Linked DNA regions of Tachysurus fulvidraco: region 1 is linked to region 2. A link is a contact called in public Hi-C data. All regions are on one chromosome and are shown on one strand. The core of a region is the stretch at or near the end of the contact, and the rest is flanking DNA. Distances in the headings are between cores, read along the strand shown. Region 1 holds the start of LOC113645978. Region 2 holds the start of LOC113646071.

Region 1 (6,369 bases), core at 2,866-5,365, 170 kb before region 2:
GTTTTACCTCCTCAGTGTGATTCTTTAAACGGGTGAGAAATTCAAATTTGTTTTTAACCTATTTATTTAATTAGGTATAAAATAAACCAATTATTAAACACATTTCTAGCTTTTAGCAGAAATTTCAACCTTGTAAATTGTGTTCTATTGGCAGATTTTGTATTTTTTAATTTTTCACATTTTTTAAAGTGAAAGAATCTCAATAATATAAAATATAATAATAATCTAAAAATAAGTGAAAAATCTTATTTATTAATTACTTTTAAACAATAGACTTTAACATCGACAACAAATTCACATTGGGATTTTAGTCAAAAAACTACTGCTGAATTTGAATTTTTAAAAAAATTTTTTTTTATTAATTTTGTTAAATTAAAATTATTTATTAATAACAGAGACACAACCCGGTCTGGATTTCAATGTATGTATTTGTCTTCCACAATATGCTTGATAGAAAAGCATCATTAGCATTTATTACATTGTAAATTTTTGAAATTGAAAATTAATATAAATTTAAAAAAAATAAAAAAATATATAGAAATGAAATTAAGTTGTTTATCGTATGACCATGTACACACGTGTGCATTTTTAATTGGTTATTTATTTTTTTATTAATGAATTCATTAATTATCTTATCTTATCTTATCTTATCTTATCTTATCTTATCTTATTTATTTATTTATTTATTTATTTATTTATTTATTTATTTATTTACACACAGCGCAGTCGGTAAATTCTCTACTGATGGTTCTGGCAACAACTTTGGGAGTGTGTGGAGTTCTGATCGCTGCTCAAACCGTTTTCATATGCAGAAAGACGCTTTATAAAAGCCGCAGTGGTAAGAAATGATATGTTCATTAAGATTGTAGAAAATTTTTAAATTTGGCAAATACATTTTAAATAAATAAAAAAAAATATACATTACGGTTTGAATATTATATTGTTTGAAATGGAATATTTAAAAAAAATTCTCTGAAATCTCTAAAAAAAATCTATTTTTAGCCTTCATCTTTTTGTATTAATGTTTCAAATAGACATTTACACACACACACACACACACACACACACACACACACACACACACACACACACACACACACACACACACACACACATATACACGCGCGTGCGCGCACACACACACACGCGAACACACATACACACACACACACACGCGCGAACACATACACACACACTCACACACACACACACACACACACACACACACACACACACACACACACACACACACACACACACACACACACACGCGAACACGCATACACACACACACGCGCGCGCGAGCACACACACACACGCACGCACACACACACACGCACACACACACACACACACACACACACACACACACACACACACACATATACACGCGCGTGCGCGCACACACACACACGCGAACACACATACACACACACACACACGCGCGAACACATACACACACACTCACACACACACACACACACACACACACACACACACACACACACACACACACACACACACACACACACGCGAACACGCATACACACACACACACGCGCGCGCGAGCACACACACACACGCACGCACACACACACACGCACACACACACACACACACACACACACACACACACACACACACACACACACACACACACACACACACACACACAAACACACACACACAGGTTAAATCACTACAGCTAATAATAAACTGTATTCAGAATACCTAAATATTTTCCCCTCTTTTATGTTTAGAGAGACTTCGTCAAGGTACCAAGATAGAAAGAGCAACTGATCTGGTACATCTTATATCTTATATCTTGTCTTTTATGGAAAATAGTCAAGAGATGGTGTGATGAAGTTACTGTTACCATTACCCCATGTTGATTATTTTCCTATAACATCCTGATCTGAAGTGTTTTCCAACTACAGCATGTGCCAATCGTTAACAAACTGGGACATGTTCACCTTCGTTCCCACAGGGCCATGACGTGGACTACACAACTCTACATTTTAATAAGAAGACCAAAAGCGAGAAGAGAAAGCGTGAAGAACCTGAAAACATCCTGTACTCTGAAGTCAGAAATCTCAGCCACTAAATAACTCAGAAGTTCTCAAATTTAAATAAAGCTAACTAAATCCATTCTGGGTGACATCTCTACAGAAGGTTCAGAAGGACTACAAAAATGACACTAAAGAAACAGGCAGAATGTCAAGAACATTTATGAGAAACTCTCCTGTTCTTGTAACTCGTTACCTGTGCCAAGATGTTGAGGTGAGAAGAATCAGAATGTAATATGACCTACGACGGGATCATCATCATCATGCAGCAAAACCTTTGTGTCTCATACATTCAATAAGATCTCAGAAAACCAGGAACTTTAAGGATCCCAATAAATAAACACGAAGATACGGGAAAATCACCACAATGCCATGTGTGAAGAGTTTTAAAAGTGATTTAATTTCATATTTTATTTTAATGTGGTTTGAACCGAATGAAAAAATGAGCAACTTTTAATTATTTCTGCCTATTTTTTGTAACTGTTTATAAATCTTCACATGATTCAGTTTTGATGAGGGTGCCGTTCATTTTGGCTGATCCATTCCGGATCGAGTTTATTTCAGTAATCGAATCGTTTCCCTGTTCTCTCATGTACACTTTGCTTCTGAAGATTTAAGAGCAACTGCTCTGTAATTAAATACAGAAAAGCTCCATTATTTTGTGCTCTGCTACATCACAGCTCCAAGGTTCTGGTTTAATCCTGAACTTGTCTTACTGTCTGTGTGGAGTTGCTCATCTTCGACTTGCCCTGTTCCCGCCTCCACCTCTATGACATCATCACTAGTCTCTTATTTAAAGAGGAAGAAGGGAAGCAAGGTGGGAGGTGGTAGAAGTGGTCTGTTTGTAGTAGTGTGAAGGTTTCGGTTCTGTTTCCTCGACTCTGAGCTTGGGTTCCCCTTTGAACTTTTTTTTTTCACTGTATGTTTATTCATTCATTCACTCGTTTTCTACCGCTGATCCGAACTTCTAGGGTCACGGGGAGCCTGGGCCTATCTCAGGCGTCATCGGGCATCGAGGCAGGATACACCCTGGATGGAGTGCCAACCCATCACAGGGCACACACACACACACACACACACACACACACACACACACACACACACACACACACACACACACACACACACACACACTCATTCACTCACACACTACAGAGAATTTTCCAGAGATGCCAATCAACCTACCATGCATGTCTTTGGACCGGGCGAGGAAACCGGAGGCGGAGGCGGAAATCGAACCTCAACCTTGGAGGTGTGAGGTGAACGTGCTAACCACTAAGCCACCGTGCCCCCCCCACTGTGTGTTTACTCTTTGTATATATTGATCACTGTACATACTGTTCACTGGCACAGTGTGTGTGTGTGTGTTGTGTGTGTGTGTGTGTGTGTGGCTGCCCTTTTCTTTAGGAATGGGTTCTTTTTTCTCCTGTTTAGTGTAAAGAGTTAGGTTTTTTTCACAGTGTCTTTTGAGATGAACAAAGGAATCTTCTTGGGCCAATTAAGATCTTAAAAGAGGATTTTAGGCTTTAATCTAAATAATCTTAGTCGTTAATTTTCAATGTTGTCATATCTTGTATTGAATTCTCAAATATCCGTTCATACTTTTTATCCCCCTCTTTCAGTTTCTTCTATTATCTTAGATAAATACATGTAGGTATATTACAAACTCCTACCTTACTATATATTTACAGCATTTTGTAGACACCCTTATTCAAGGCAACCTAAATGTTATCCCTCTTTTTTTTTTTAATACAACCGAGCCATTGAGTGCTCACCTCTACAAAGGTGTGACAAAGTGCAGTGCCATAAACTGGGTATAAATATCCTACCTGGCAGGTGGAGGATTCCGGGAAACTGGGTTCTATGCTGAGATTGAGCACCTCTGGTGCCCTCTGCTGGCTGCCAACAGTGTAGCATGTCCTCTCAAATTGTTAGGATGAAGTTACTTTACATGCTGTAGTCATGCTTGACTGATTTTTTTTTTTTGGGGGGGGGGGGGGGGGGTGGGGGTGTACAATGACCCTGGGATACGTAACATTGGATTTCATCACTGATCTTTCAGCGTTATTAGTAAACCCCATCATTATGGTGGTGGTAGATCATATTAATGAGGTTGTGTTCCACCACATATTGTGTCAGTTTGGTCTTCCAGAAGACATGCTCTTGGATCCTGGTACCTACATCAGTTCATAACTTTGAAGGTCTTTATGCAGCAGTGTAAGTGTCAAACCCAATGGGCAGGTGGAGAGACCGAACATAGAATACAAGTGGCATCTCTTTAGATTATGTAGGAGCTCATACATGGGATTAGTGTATGTTTTTCTAGAGTTTATCAGACCTCATGTCCTTTTTAATGTTATATGGAGTTCTATCTACCTCTGTTTCCATGAATCCTGGCCTGTGATGAGGTTCAAGTTCCAGCAGTGGATGAATGGTTGTAACAGTGTAGGGACGACATGTGAGAACGATCAACCCAAAAGCTCCAAATGCAATATATAGAGTTTAGAAATGAGAAACAAACAAGCAAGAATAAGTGACCCCTATAATGACCCCTGTGACCTTTGGGAGAAAAAAGACACAAATAAAGAGATGAGTTTGTGAAGGTAATACCCTTAATACATTTACAGCATTTATCAGACACCCTTATTCAGGGTGACTTACAACTGAGAGGGTTAAGGGCCTTGCTCAGGGGCCCAGCAGTGGCAGCTTTGTGGACCTGGGGTTCGAACCCATGACCTTCCAATCAGTAGTCCAACACCTTAACCACTTAGCTAGCACATTCCACAATTCATCTCCCAAACACCAGCTCTTATTGTTATTAAAGTATCTCATGCTTCTTCTTGGTGCACTTTACTGTCAGGTCCTACAATAATCAACGGCCATGTCAAATCCTGATACTCAAATACATTACACACTTTGTTGGCCCAAATGTTTATTTCTCTTTACAGAAGATTTAATTCAGATTAAAATAGCAGCTGCATTGAGATATACAATAGGAAAAGACTTTAAACCACATTTTAATCAAACCACATTTTCCATTCTGGCCTTTTTGATATATCTTTCTGTTTCACACCCCAAGACAAATGCAGGAAATTATGGGGGTTGGTGTAGGTGTAGGAGACAATTGTGTGCTTGTTTAATACATCATTTATTTTTAGAGCCAAGCTCATTCTGGGGTGGGATCAGTACAGACCGCCTTTAGTGTACATATCAGTTCAAACCGCGCTTGAAGGGCATTTCTACTCTGATGAGAAATGAGATACAGACACTGTAGTATTTCTATATAATATAAAAAAAAATGCTTTCTGGTTTCTGGGTTTTTGTACTGATCTTCAACACCATGTGTAAGTAACATCTACAATTTTCATCATATTTTATTTATTTACATTCTGTTAGATTTTTTTTAATGTATTTTTATTTAATATGTTCTTTATTCAATTATTTATTTATTTATTTATTTATTTATTTACTTATTTATTTATTTATTTTAATCTATAGAGTTTACATTTTTAGCAGCTCTAATATTATTTTTTTTAAAGGCACTAGACTTTTTTTTTTTTGTAGGTTATATCGGGTGACTTTTACAACCAAACGTTATGAAACATCTTATAAATATATTCGTATCATTATTAAATGCATTGATTAATCACTTAAATTCATTTTGATGAGTTTGATCCGAACTCAGTAAAATGAAAGCAAAACGGTCTACAATAATATGGAGCGAATACTTATAAAATAAAGGAATTAAAAAATTTCTAGCTTCAAAAATTAGGCAAATTATTATCGTACAAATGTAAATGATCAGGCTTGAATTTGAGTAGTTTGATTAGGTTCATAAAAAAGTATTTGGTGTGCAATTTATTTAAAAGTAAAAGTGCTATAACTTTTAAATTGTTTTTGATTAATATTATTTGAATTGTTTTCTTTACCTAATTTTTGCATTTGTTTTTCTAGATACAGTCCAACCTGGTACACATTTGGTTAACCCTCCAAAAGCACAATCCTCCAAAGGGCCAAACGTTTATCAGCATGATGCAAAGCTCAGTGTGAATATCGGAGACACGGCTACTCTACAGTGTTGTCTTTTAGGAATAGGAACAGAAAATGGAGAAATTATCTGGTTTAAGCAACAAAACGAAAAACAGCCTCAGGTTATCTTCAGATTCTTTAACACTGCCAGAGAAAAGTTTTACAAAGAATTCCAAAATTCTCGTTTTCAAATGAAAAAATTATCAAACTGCTTCAATTTGACCATTTTAAACACCACCCTGTGTGATGAAGCCACATATTACTGTGCGCTCGT
Region 2 (6,662 bases), core at 1,535-4,034:
CATTGAACATTTTCAAGGCCACGTAGTGAGGCGTTATGATTAAAATTGTCCCCATGGTTATAAAGATTCATTTCAGAACAAATTTCAGTTGATCTGATTACAGACGGTTGTGTTAAACAGTCAGTTATTGTACACTTACAAAGGGAAAATGTGTAAAAATAATAAAAATGAAAGTGAACATGTGGTGTAGGGACAAACGTTTCATTTCCTGCTCTTGAGGTTAACTGATCTAACTGATCTAACCAATCTAACTGATCTAACAGCTTTGTGCACAATTATTTTAGATATTTTTAGTAAACTATGAACAAAATTCAAAAATTAAAAACAATGAACTTCTGAAATCAAAAGATTTGAAAAATGCTTGTGACTTTTTTTTTCTACTGTCACTTAAAGTCTGACAGTAAAGGCATCACTAGACATGTGCATACTTTTAACTTTTTACTTTAGAGTCTCATTACCCTTTTTTACACAAAAATGCAAAACAAATAAAACTGTTTAAAAACCTGCTTATTGATTTTTTCCTTGCTATTACTTTTTGCATATTTTTGCTAAAAGTATGTGCTTAAATTCAGACATTCAGCACTGGTGCTCCTCAGGGATGTGTCCTCTCCCCACTTCTATTCTCTCTCTACACTAAAGACTGCACTTCAACTGACCAAACTGTTAAACTCCTGAAATTTGCAGATGACACTACTCTCATCTGTCTCATCCAAGGTGGTGATGAGTCTCCATACCGGCAGAAGGTGAAGTGGCTGGTGCTATAGTGCAGTAGGAACAGTCTAGAGTTAAACACGCTCAAATAGGCTGCAACGCATGGTTAAACAGCAGAAATAATCATTTGTGACCCCCTGCCCACTCCCCAGGACTTGTACAACACAAGAACCAGAAACCGGGCAGCAAAAATCCCTACTATCCTGAAAACCTCTTAATTATTGTAATAAATATAGACGACTGGACTCAACCCAAGCTTTTAATAATCTTATAATAATTTTAATAATCTATAAAAAAAAAACTATACTACTACTACTACTACTACTACTACTACTACTACTACTAATAATAATAATAATAAGTTCAATTCAGGTCCAATCTTATAATCATTGTTATTTTGTTAAGTAGAAATTAAGCACACAAGTGATTTAAAATGTGATCATTAATACAGAAAAAAGTTTTATTTCACAGTAGAGTACACACAATGCTCCGCTAAGTCAGGTTTTCTTTTTTCAGCTTTTCTTTTCATCTTGTTGAACTGTACATCTGCGTAAATCACCGTTGTTGCTTCAGATTCCTGAATCTGAAATGAAATTTAAACAAACAAACAAATCAAGTAATATAAAATTATTTAAAAACTTTTATTATGAATTGTTTTATTCACGCAAAGCTTCTTTGCAACAATGTTTAGTGTTAAAAGTGCTATAGAAATATAATTTGATTGATTTTTTTTTTATTATTTGCTGAATTATTGAAGACATTGACATAGAGTGTACAATAGTATAAAATAGATACTATATTTTTTTTACCTGCTTCGTTCCTGAAGAATCTTCTCTAGAAGTCTTCACTATTAATATAGAAAAATGCTTATTTAGTCATTTTATCAAAACTTCACTGATGTATTTATAATCTGATGACAAAAACACTTACTTTTATCACCTTTTCTTCTCCTCAGTATGAAATAAGTGAGACAGAAAATCAGAAGTGCGCACAAACCCAAAGCCGATCCCAAACCGATCACTGTCCGATGTAGAGATCTGATCATTTCTGATTCTGTTATTTCACCACATTATATTTAGATTTGTACAAAACACTGACATCTCACCTGTATTGTGTTGTGTGTTGGTGTTAGTGTTGTTTCCATGCAGTGTTGGTTCACACACCACTGAATGATCACACAGAGCTGCTTTAGATGTTTCTGATGCAATAGTAACATGATCACCTATAAACATTGATCAGGATTCACTTAGTAAAAGTCTGTAACTCAGTGTTGTTGAAGAAAACACAGTTAACATTTCACTACTTCACTATTATTTATCTTCCAGGTTGAACATGTTAACAGTTATCAGGAAAATATCACTACATTAAACCAGGAGCTTAAACATTCAGAATCAACTCAGAATCCTACCTTTAATTTGTAAATAAGTTCCATCTCCAAACACAAGGTTAGGTGTAGTCACTGCACAGTAGTACATGGCTTCATCAGACTGAGTGGTATTTAAAATAGTCATATTGAAGCAGTTTGAAGATCTTTCTAATCGGAAACGAGACTCTTTGAATCCATTGTAAAATGTTTCTCCTGAAGTTGCAAAGAACTTAAAGATAATCCGTGGTTTTTTTCTTGTTGGTTGCTTAAACCAAGCGATCATTCTGAATTTTTCAAAAACACAACACTGTAGAGTCGCTGAGTCTCCGATGTTCACGCTGACTTTTTCATCAGGCTGATAAACTGGTGGATCTGTGGGAGATTGTGCAGTAACCCAGTGTGTACCAGGATGGACTGTATCTAGAAAAAAGAAACACATCAATAGGTTAATAATGTAATTGTGATATAATTAAACATATTGGAGTATTAAACGTAACTTTAAACAAATAAAAATGTAAAGTAAAAACAAAACAAACAAATAAAAAAAAATACTTTTTGGTAATTAAAAATATTTAAGCTATATTTAAGATGAAAATAAATGAAGTTTGAACAAATTACTTACATATAGTGCTGAAGATCAAAAGTAATGTCCAGAAACCAAGCATTTTGAATTTCTACAGTGTTTGTATCTCATTTACCGACAGAATATAAAGCTCTTCGATGCCTGGTTTGACTGTAATTTTATAATACAGACGACCAGTTCTAAACACGCCCCAGAGAACATGATTGGATTGTGATTGGTTGTTAAAAAAAGACATGATGAACACTTGCGTGATATTCTGATCTACCTACAACACCACAATTTATTTGAGTTTTGCACCACAACACAAATAGCATGTTAGAACGGAAAATGTGGTTTACTCCCATGCTCACATGCGCCTACACGAACAGCTCACTGTTTATTTAATTGCTATTTTTAATTTGATGTGAATAAAATCTTCCCAGCAGGTTAACTATCCTCTGGGCCAATGGGAGATTAAAATTTAAGCATTTTAATATGTGTATTGTTTTATTATTGATGGCCTGACTGCAGCATTCAAATTACAGCATTTACATCATTGTTTACAGAGAAACTCACATTTATCTCATTTATACAACTGAGAAATTGAGGGTTAAGGGCCTTGCTCAGGGGCCCAGCAGCAGTACAGTAGGTTGGTGGTCCTGGGATTTGAACTCTTCTTTATTTTTATTTAATCTCTGAAAAGATCTGCAAGCTGCTTTGGTAGACTCATTATCTTGCTTGTGTAGACACCTATGAGTTCATCTGATATCATCTGTAGGCCTTCATTCAGCTCTTCATTAGAAATGAATACATTAAAACTGCAACAAATCTTAAATTCTTTTTAATGTGTTGTTCACAAAACACCACATTATTAGCTTTGGACATGTACATTTCTATGTTAAACCTTTAACGGGCCAAATCATGAGACATCCTGGGAGTCTACCACCCTCCATCTCCACCAAGATATCATGTGGACCTTTTGTGGAGTATTTCATTTGTGATATTGTTACCCTGGTTCTGAACCTTACCTGCCTCATATTGATACTGTAAATATGTCACTGGTAGTATGGGTGTGACTGCCATATTTGTTGGGGATGGGTTTTTGTTTCTGTTTTTTGTGGAAAGGCAGGTGAGGGAAGTCAAATATCTTTTGCCTGTAGGGTTTGATGCAGTTCTCAAACCCTACAGCATTACCAGGTATTTATCGAGGTTTACAAGTATTCAAGACTCTCGTTCACCCTCAGTAGTCTTTAATTTATGGAGCAGCATGAGAATGGTTTGCTTCCTACCTGGATGGTCGCTCATTTCTGGTAAGATGCAGGGGAGTGATATCTGCTCCATACAGACTCTAAACTGGTGTCCCCCAGGGCTCAGTACACGGTCCTTTCCTTTTCTCCTTATATACTCACTCTCTTGGCAAAGTTATATCCTCACGTTGCTTCTCTTACCACTGCTCTAAAGATGACACTCAACTTCTGTTCTCCTTCCCTCCTCGGATACCACAGCTTTTGCTCGGATCTCTACATATCTAGCAAACATATTGTCAACAATTATGACTCATTAGCTGAAACTCAATCCTAGATAACTGAGCTGCTGGTATCCCAGATGATTCATCCTCAGATCAGGATCTTGCAATATCCCTGCACAACTCTTTGATCTTCCTTTTAGAGAATGTTTGCGACCTTGGGGTATGACCTTGCAACCTTGGGGACAATAAACTCTCGTTTTTGTCCCATATTGCTAATGTGTTGCTAATGTCACTCATTCCGGTTTCTTCTCTAAAACATCATAAGGATTCTGCCATTTTTGTCCACACAGGCTGCTCAGGCACTTTTTCAGTCTCTTGTAATTTCAAGACTGAACTACTGCGTCTCACTGCTGGCAAGTTTACCTATAAATGCAATACGTCTTCTCTTACCTCAAAGCTCTTATGACCGCTCGCACTTCACCTCGCACCCACAGATCTACCATCACTGCCAGTCCAGTCGCACAATCTCTCAGGTTAAGAGGTAGATATACAGCAAGACTCTTCTCTGTCCTGGCACCGAGGATGAGCTTCCCCTAGATGTCCAAAAACCCGAGTCACTGACTGTCTTCAAATGACTATTGATGGTCCACCTCTTCCAGAAACACTTAAACTTGCACTTATTTTCTCTGTTTTACAAACTTTTTTACGTCGCTCTGGATAATGGCGGCTGTCAAATGCCATAAATTTGTATGGAAATGTAAATAGTGCCCATTGGTTGTAGTGAACGCCATCTTCCACTCATCCCACTCCCAGATCTGTATGAGGTGTTACTCACTCTATAACCTGATCCAGTTTGTCCAGTGTACATTCTGGCCAGATTAGATTCAGTGTAGATTCTGTGGTAGACAAAGCCATTACACTGGTAATTAATCTTAAATTGTACCTACATGATCTTATTATTTAAGCAAATCTGTCATTTTTGTTCTCATGATTTAGGTAATAGAAGACGTTTTTTATGTTTGTTTCCACAGGATGGTGATGCAGTTGAGCTGAATTACACTTCTCTTCTTTTCAACACATAAAATTCATCACGGCCAACAAACATTGTCTTCATGTGGTGTCTGTGTGTCAAAACACCTACACACTTGTACTCGCAGCACACTGTTTATGCACATTGAACATTTTCAAGGCCACGTAGTGAGGCGTTATGACTTAAATTGTTCACATGGTTATAAAGATTCATTTCAGAACTAATTTCAGCTTTGTAAAACAGTCAGTTATTGTACACTTACAAAGGGAAAATGTGTAAAAATGACCTGATGATAATGAGTGAGAAAAATGAAAGTGAACATGTGGTGTAGGGACAAACGTTTCATTTCCTGCTCTTGAGGTTAAGCGATCTAACTGATCTAACTGATCTAACAGCTTTGTGCACAATTATTTTAGATAAATTTAGAAAGTTTTTGAGTAAACTATGAACAAAATTCAATAAATTAAAAACAATGAACTTCTGAAATCAAACGATCTGAAAAATGCTTGTGACTTTTTTTTACTGTCACTTAAAGTCTTACAGTAAAGGCATCACTACAGACATGTGCTCACTTTTAACAAACTTTAGAGTCTCATTACCCTTTTTTACACAAATATGCAAAATAAAATAAAAAACTTGTTTATTGATTTTTGCTTGATATTAATTTTTTGCTTTTGTTTGTGCTAAGTGCTAATGTGTAAACTTTAATAAACCATCTCACTTATTCCGAGTTTTTATATCCCTACTATCTTGTAAACCACTTAATTATTGTTATAAATATAGACGATCGGACACAACCCAAGATTTTAATAAAAAAAATCTATACACAAAATAATAATAATAATAATAATAATAATAATAATAATAATAATAATAATAATAATAATAAATATTATTATTATTTAATTAAGCTTAATTAAGTAGAAATTAAGCACACAAGTGATTTAACATGTGATCATTAATACAGAAAAAAAGTTTTATTTCACACTAGAGTACACAATGTTTTGACAAAGTCAGGTTTTCATTTTTCAGCTTTTCTTTTCATTTTGTTGAACTGTACATCTGCGTAAATCACCGTTTTTGCTTCAGATTCTGGAATCTGAAATGGAATTAAAAAAAAGAAAACAAAACAAAAAAAAGTTATTTTATTATGACAACTTTAAATGATAAAGTAAATAACTTTTATTATGAATTGTTTTATTCACACAAAGCTTCTTTGCAACAATGTTTAGTGTTAAAAGTGCTATAGAAATATAATTTGTTTGTTTATTTAATTATTTGATTTAATTATAAAAGACATTGACATAGAGTGTACAATAGTATAAAATAGATACTATATATTTTTTACCTGCTTCTTTCCTGAAGAATCTTCTCTAGAAGTCTTCACTATTAATATAGAAATATGCATATTTAGTCATTTTAACAAAACTTCACTGATGTATTTATAATCTGATGACAAAAACACTTACTTTTATCACATTTTCTTCTCCTCAGTATGAAATAAGTGAGATAGAAAATCAGAAGT

Evidence for each region. Hi-C and Micro-C count contacts between places; a contact is called where the count stands out from the background.
Region 1: a contact with region 2 is called in a Hi-C map of blood, with 11 times the contacts expected there. The contact joins the promoter of LOC113645978 here to the promoter of LOC113646071 in region 2. A contact is called at or near these places in 2 of 4 Hi-C or Micro-C datasets (blood and muscle).

Annotation. Positions count from the first base shown.
Region 1 is chr17:3,113,162-3,119,530 of HZAU_PFXX_2.0, reverse strand. LOC113645978 reads left to right here and starts at 4,115. Exons shown (of 6, transcript XM_047802170.1): 1 at 4,115-5,410; 2 at 6,027-6,369. The coding sequence starts at 5,365. It overlaps LOC113645963, which reads left to right. Exons shown (of 6, transcript XM_027151938.2): 4 at 722-838; 5 at 1,761-1,804; 6 at 1,988-2,718. The coding sequence ends at 2,104.
Region 2 is chr17:2,940,070-2,946,731 of HZAU_PFXX_2.0, reverse strand. It overlaps LOC113646071, which reads right to left and starts at 2,784. Exons shown (of 5, transcript XM_047802169.1): 1 at 2,700-2,784; 2 at 2,120-2,497. The coding sequence starts at 2,742. All of the region lies in intron 3 of LOC113646068, which reads right to left. It overlaps LOC125139161 (a long non-coding RNA gene), which reads right to left and starts at 1,753. Exons shown (of 2, transcript XR_007138255.1): 1 at 1,521-1,753; 2 at 1,158-1,294. It overlaps LOC113646049, which reads left to right. Exons shown (of 6, transcript XM_027152056.2): 6 at 1-506.